Linked DNA regions of Mus musculus: region 2 is linked to region 1. A link is a contact called in public HiChIP or PLAC-seq data. All regions are on one chromosome and are shown on one strand. The core of a region is the stretch at or near the end of the contact, and the rest is flanking DNA. Distances in the headings are between cores, read along the strand shown. Region 1 overlaps Vezt (vezatin, adherens junctions transmembrane protein). Region 2 overlaps Tmcc3 (transmembrane and coiled coil domains 3).

Evidence for each region. HiChIP or PLAC-seq counts read pairs in DNA pulled down with a chosen protein or histone mark.
Region 2: a contact with region 1 is called in an H3K27ac HiChIP or PLAC-seq map of trophoblast stem cells, with 4 times the contacts expected there. The contact joins two enhancer-like sites. A contact is called at or near these places in 4 of 115 datasets of contacts at active chromatin or transcription factors (bone marrow-derived macrophages, craniofacial prominence, epiblast stem cells and 1 more) and 2 of 9 other capture datasets (adipose tissue and embryonic stem cells).

What each region holds. Positions count from the first base shown.
Region 1 is chr10:94,007,386-94,010,705 of GRCm38.p6, reverse strand. All of the region lies in intron 1 of Vezt (vezatin, adherens junctions transmembrane protein), which reads left to right. Among named protein-coding and RNA genes, the nearest start is that of Vezt, 27 kb to the left of the region's middle. Within about 2 kb of position 1,900, at least 7 of the 459 cell types and tissues checked have an H3K27ac peak or open chromatin away from gene starts, as enhancers often do. A contact at or near this core is called in trophoblast stem cells, where this site is marked.
Region 2 is chr10:94,543,661-94,546,693 of GRCm38.p6, reverse strand. All of the region lies in intron 1 of Tmcc3 (transmembrane and coiled coil domains 3), which reads right to left. Among named protein-coding and RNA genes, the nearest start is that of Gm40743, 30 kb to the right of the region's middle. Within about 2 kb of position 1,668, at least 300 of the 459 cell types and tissues checked have an H3K27ac peak or open chromatin away from gene starts, as enhancers often do. A contact at or near this core is called in trophoblast stem cells, where this site is marked.

The DNA of each region.
Region 1 (3,320 bases), core at 651-3,150:
ATAAAGCTTCTTTAGTGTCGTCTTCATTTAGACCAGTGGTTCCCAACCTTTCTAATGTTGCAACCCTTTAATACAGTTCCTCATGTTGTGGTGACTCCCAACATAAAATTATTTTCATTGCTACTTCATAATTGTAATTTTGCTTCTGTTTTGAATTGTAGTGTAAATATTTGCATCTCCCTAAGGTCTTGGGTAACCCCTGTAGAAGGGTCATTCAACCCCCAAAGGGGTCACGGTCTAAAGGTTGAGACTGACTGATTTAGAGAGCTAATAAAATGTTTCTCAGTGCTCATTTACTGTAATATTTCAGAGTGTTGGCTTTGTGGTCAAATTCTTTATTCAGTCCCATCCTTCTGGCTGAGTAGATATGTTGTATCATCTAGATAAGGGAATAACATTAATAATGATACATTGAGAATGCCCCATAGAGCAGTCAGTGAGATAGGACAAGTCAGATACTTAAGGTTTTGTCACAAAGTTTGTTGTGTCAAAGTTGTCTGTAGCAAATGAGTGACTCATGCAAACCCAAGTCAAACCTTTCCTGGAGCTCCTTTGTCTGCCAGGCGCATGCCTGACAGTAACAGTTACTGCCAAAGAGGGCTATGCCCTAAAAGGACGTTTTCTGGCTCTGTCAGTTCTATACAGACCCTCCAGTAGCAACAGCCAGAGCTCCAATGAAAAAAATTAGCTCCTTCCACCTGCCCCTGAGCCAGTGGTTCATTTGGCCCTTAAAAACATTTCCTTGAGCTGGAGGGATGGCTCAGCAGTTAAGAGCAATGACTGCTCTTCCGGAGGTCCTGAGTTCAATTCCCAGCAACCACATGGTGGCTCACAACCATCTGTGATGGGATCTGATGCCCTCTTCTGGTGTGTCTGAAGAGAGCAGTGGTGTACTCATATACATAAAATAAATAAATAAATCTTTAAAAAAACAAAAACAAAAAGCTCTTTCCTTGCCCTGACCCTCTGAGAATGTCCACCATGGCACATGAGCACCCAAGATTTCCATCCTTTGCTGTTGCTGAGTAAACTAGAGTGCATTTGGAGAGTTTGTGTCTCTCTTCCCTACTTTAGCTGGCAGCTCTGTTGCTGGTTTTGGAGCTGTGTCTCTAACACTGATTGACAGGTTTTTTTTTGTTGTTGTTTTTGTTTTTTTTTTTTCCAGACAGGGTTTCTCTGTGTAGCTCTGGCTGTCCTGGAACTCACTCTGTAGACCAGGCTGGCCTCAATCTCAGAAATCCACCTGCCTCTGCCTCCCAAGTGCTAGGATTAAAGGCATGCGCCTTTTTAAGATGGGTATCTCAGCTGGGCAGTGGTGGCCCACGCCTTTAATCCCAGCACTTGGGAGGCAGAGGCAGGTGGATTTCTGAGTTCGAAGCCAGCCTGGTCTACAGAGTGAGTTCCAGGACAGCCAGGGCTAAACAGAGAAACTCTGTCTCAAACAAACAAACAAACAAAAAAACCCAAAAAACAAAACAAAACAAAAAAAAAAAAAGATTTGCGTATCTCATGGAATGGAATCAAGGCTTTTAAAAAATGTGTTTATTTTTTGTGTATGGATGTTTTACATGACTGTCTGTTTACCAAGTGCATGCTTGGTGCCTGTGGAGGAGAAAAGAGGGTGTCAGATCCCCAAGAACTGGAGTTAGTTATGGACAGTTATGAACTGCCACAGTGGGTGCTGGAGCCAAACCTTGGTCCTCTGCAAGAACACAAGTGCTCTTAACTGCTGGGCCTTTTCTCTACCCACCTCAAAGTTTATTTGTTTTATATATGTGTGTGTGTGTGTGTGTGTGTGTGTGTGTATTTGCTACTCATCTAAGGTAACTTCCTCCATAGATTTCATCTGATAGTAACAGTGTGTTTCTGTTTAATGGAATTGGGATGACTTGGTATTGCATAACAAACTTTTTCTGGGGAGAAGTCAAACACTTGTCTACTCACCCCAGACATGGGGCCCAGGACAGACCAAAATACAGATACCACTAAAATCCAACTTGGTGAAGCAGTGAGTTTTATTGGAGCTACAGGAATACAGGTGAGGGGTCACTTACAGGAGCAGGAATGACTCAAAGACAGCTGCATCACCAAAACCCACCCCCAGGACTGGTGACAGCTCACAAAGCTGGGAGCCTGGAGCAGGCTGCACAGCTTGCAGGCGGCTCAACAAGTTGGGAGAGTGTCCTTTCCAGGTGCCTCAGGTGCTTTAAACCTCTTCCAAACACCACAGCTTCTGCTTCTCCGACAAGTCTGATCTCAAGATGTTCTTTGTAGCTTAGCTTGTCTGAGAGTCTTCTTTGTAGCTCAGCTTTGTCTGAGAGTCTCAGCTTTAATTTCATTCTCTGGCAGGGAGGGGTCTAGTGAGTTTGATCAGTTTCAGGGTCTTCCTGAAGATGTTTTGAGTTGTTTATCTCCCTGAGTAAAGAGCTTCCCTGTAGGGCAGAATGTCTCAGTCTTGGAGGAAACAGGTACACAACACTTGGGGCCAGGGACGGGATCTGTCCCTTAACCTATGCCCGTCTCCCCCCCACCAACCCCCCCATAACTTACAGAAAGATATATGCCTGGATTCTTCTAAATGCTTCCTGGGTTTTTTGTTTGTTTTTGAGACATAGTCTCACTATATAGACCATGCTGATTTAAAACTCAAGAGATTATGCCTCTGCTTTTGCTTCTGCCCCTCTGTCCCTCTACTTCTCAAACATGGAATTAAATGTATGTAGGGATCTCTCTGCATTGAATATAAGTATCCTGTTTTTAGGTGAGACAACTGAAGTAACCATGGCTTATAAATTGTCACAGATTATTTATCTAGTGACAGTCAAGAGTTGGAATTTGAACCTAAACTTTGCTTCCAGAGTTACCTTATTTTAATTTTTTTATTTGTTGTCAGACAGGATCTTAACAAGTGACCCAGACTGGCCTTCAACCTCCTCAATTCTGAGAATATGGGGGTGTTCTGTCACTCCCATCATAAGATGCTTGTATTTTTAACCACTGTAATCTCATGGATTGTTTGGTTTTTAAAAAAAAAAAAGTCTCACTCTCGTATCTGGCATTGCCTAATATGTTGAGTGAACTTGCGTTTTTAAAGGAACTTGAGTTTTGCTTGTAGTGTCAAGCATGGTGGGTAATGTGCATATTAGTGCTAAAGAAAGTGTTATCTACAACATTACACATAATATTATAATGAATATATTTAGGTTTTCTTGGCTTTAAGTAATTACTGTTTCACTGTAGGACCTCTTAGCAATTAACAATAGCCAGCACTGCCTATTTTAGAATGGTTTACTTAAAGACAACAAAAATTTGGATTAAAA
Region 2 (3,033 bases), core at 419-2,918, 540 kb before region 1:
AGGAGGGCTGGTTGGGGTCTGGTTTCTTATAGCTTTAGTTTTAAATCTTCAAAAGAACATGGGTTTTCCTTGTAAAAATGCTTCATATTAAAAAGAATAACCAGGGCTCTGCGTGACGGGGAATCTTTAGGGCTCAGATCCACTCTTTTCAAACAACCTCCCTAGGTAATTCCGATGTCTCTGCCACTGCCTCCTGCCCACTGGAATTAAGTCCTTAGTGAACACTTCTATCTGAGGGGACAACACTGCAGAGAGCCAAGAGTCTAGGAACGAATGTGTAAGTGTTCAGAGCTACCCTGCCCCGGGATGTGAGCCACTGAGAACGAACAAACCCAACTGGCCTCTCATCACTTCGGCCCCTTCTGGTTCCTTAGAGATGTGGGGGGCAGGCAGGGAAGACAGCTATGTTTGAGCCGAGAAGGGAGCTGGGAAAGTGGGGCCCTGTTTTTGAGCCTGGCCACCATTGCCTAATCCTGATCAATGGGAATCTATACCCGACAGCTTCCCTTCTCCCTCCAGTTTTGATTCCAACTAGTTTGCCATCAGTGAGCCAGGTAAGCGGTATTTCCAGAACAACTACTCATGAGATCACCTGGGGCCTCTAACCCTCCTTGCCCCACCCGAGACAGTGAATCAGAATTTCTAGGAGGTTCCGTGTCCTGGGCTGGAGCCCAGGCTGTAATATTATACACAGGGAAGTCTGAGAAGCATCTGTTCAGGTCGAGCTCATTGTGAAGAACGGAACCAGGGCTGACTGAGTGACATAATTTCCCCAAGGTCTGATTAACTATGGCTCGGGGGCCCAGAACGTGGTGAGCTCATTCTTTGCTCACAGACCAATACTGCCTGCTATGTTTAATCATCAGAGTCCAAGTATCTGCGAAGTTTCTGATTCACCGTGAGGCAGCTGTGGGTACGTGACTAACAAAGTCTGAGTTCCGGATGCAGGTCAGAACGTGCCACCCACCGGCTTAGAGGATGACAGACAGGGTGACCTGTCTGATTTGACCGGCCCCTCGGTTTCTTTCACTTTCAGTATCAGAATGAGGGGAAAGGCCTGACTGATTACCCTTGAGAAAGAAAGCAACAAGAAGGCAGGAGCGCAGGCTGATTCAACCACCTCACCGTTGTTTCCTCAGCTCCTGTTAGCACTTTGAGCCAAACAGCTCTGGTCCTGGCAACTGCCAGCCTCTTGTGGTCGTGGTCGGGAGAGAAAGGATGGCAAGCCCTGCTACAGACGCTCCGCTTGTAGACCAGAATCAGCTTTTCTAACTGAGAAACAAGGAGGAGAAGCACTCTGCTCCGCCCCACCCTCCCAGGACCCAGCTTGGAAAGCTCAGAGCAAGCTTTGACTCAGGGAAAGCTCGAGCTGGTTATAATTGCCTCTAATTGGCCCTCCCACACCATCGCACAGTTTACAGCTGTAATGAGTTCCAAAAAGGGATGCCATATATTCTCCTCCTACCTTAAAAACCAGAATCCTTTCCTGCCTAGGTTCTTCACATAACTGCTTGGATTTTTCCTAATACATCAAAAGATATTAAAAGCAAGATCAGTGAATGAATGAAAAGCAAACATGTAAATGTGTTTTCAAAGAGAGAGCCCTGAACCCTGTGACCTCAGGGGCAACGCTGTGGGCCTCATATTGCTAACGGAGACCAAGGACAGCGAACGAGAAACCGATTGCATTCCAGGGCACACGGCCCTCAGAACACATGCATCTCTTCGGACATCTCCCATGTTCTGATTTTTATCTTTCTTGGCATGCTCGGGCTCTCTTTTAATAAAGTCACAACCTCTGTTGCCATGGAACCCAATCAGACATGAAGCCTGTTACTAGGACTTCCCTGCAGGGCAAGAAAAAAAAAACAAAAAAAACAAAAAACAAACAAAAAAAAAACCCAAAAGACTCCAGTGACAAAAAGACCAACATTTTCTTAAAAATCAAAAACCAAAAAAACCCAAAAATCAAAAATCAAAGCAATGAGCCTTTGGAAAGCGTCTGACACCTTTGTGTCGACTAACACTTAAGTTTCACATAGGATAGTTTGAACTCTTAAGCCAAAGCGTGTCAACATTTTATTCACACAAAAAAAAATTAAGCTGGGACTTTACAAAGATATTTGTTTCCAAATAAATACCTGGCAAAGAGGATAAAACTACAGGATTCTCCCATTTTCCCCGCTTTTAGGTGAGCTTGCTCAAGACTGAATAGCTGTTTGGCAAACACGTGTCAGTCAGCAGCTACCAAATTGCAGTATCCATTTCTACCAGCACTAAGGTTTTTTTTTGCCAAGAGCTCGTTATTTCTCTGCAAAGAGAAGATATCTAAACAACACAATGAATCCTCTGCTCTGCCATTATCTGGGAAAAAAAATATATCTGATGCTAACAACAAAGCTATATATGGAAAGGGAGTTAACGTCAGCTGAGTGTCTGTCCTGAGCCCGGCACTTCGCATCTCACCGTGTGACTGACGGAGTTACTACCACCAAGGTTCCGACAGCCTTGAGTAGCTTGATCAAGCTGCCACGCGACAACTGTGCCTGACTCCCAAAGCTAGAGTTATTCATTCATTCTGCCTAGCTTTTATTCTGGCTCTGGGTGCCAAGCATTTGTTCAGCCACTTGTTCTTGATGAGGGAATTCACAGCTTTGGGCAGCCTGTCTCAGAAGAGGGCATGGATTCTATTTTGGCTTCCAGCTGGCTACAGTGGTAAGATGTTCATATTCTACTATCATACTCACGAAGCAGCAGCTACCCCATGGGAGAACCATGAGTGAATGTCCTGTCCGTTTGCCTAGGATGACACAGGATGTGCATCTGTACTGGACTGTTAATTAAGTTAAGGATATTTTACCTAGTAGCGTGTATAGGGACAACTTTCATGGAAAGAAAAATTTTCTCAGCACAAAATTGCCATGAGATACTACTCAGCAGACAGAAAGAGACAGGGAGCGGTGGGGAGGAGATGGGACACCTACAACCTACGTACACTGGCAGGGATGCTCATGACCAACCACTGGAAAACCC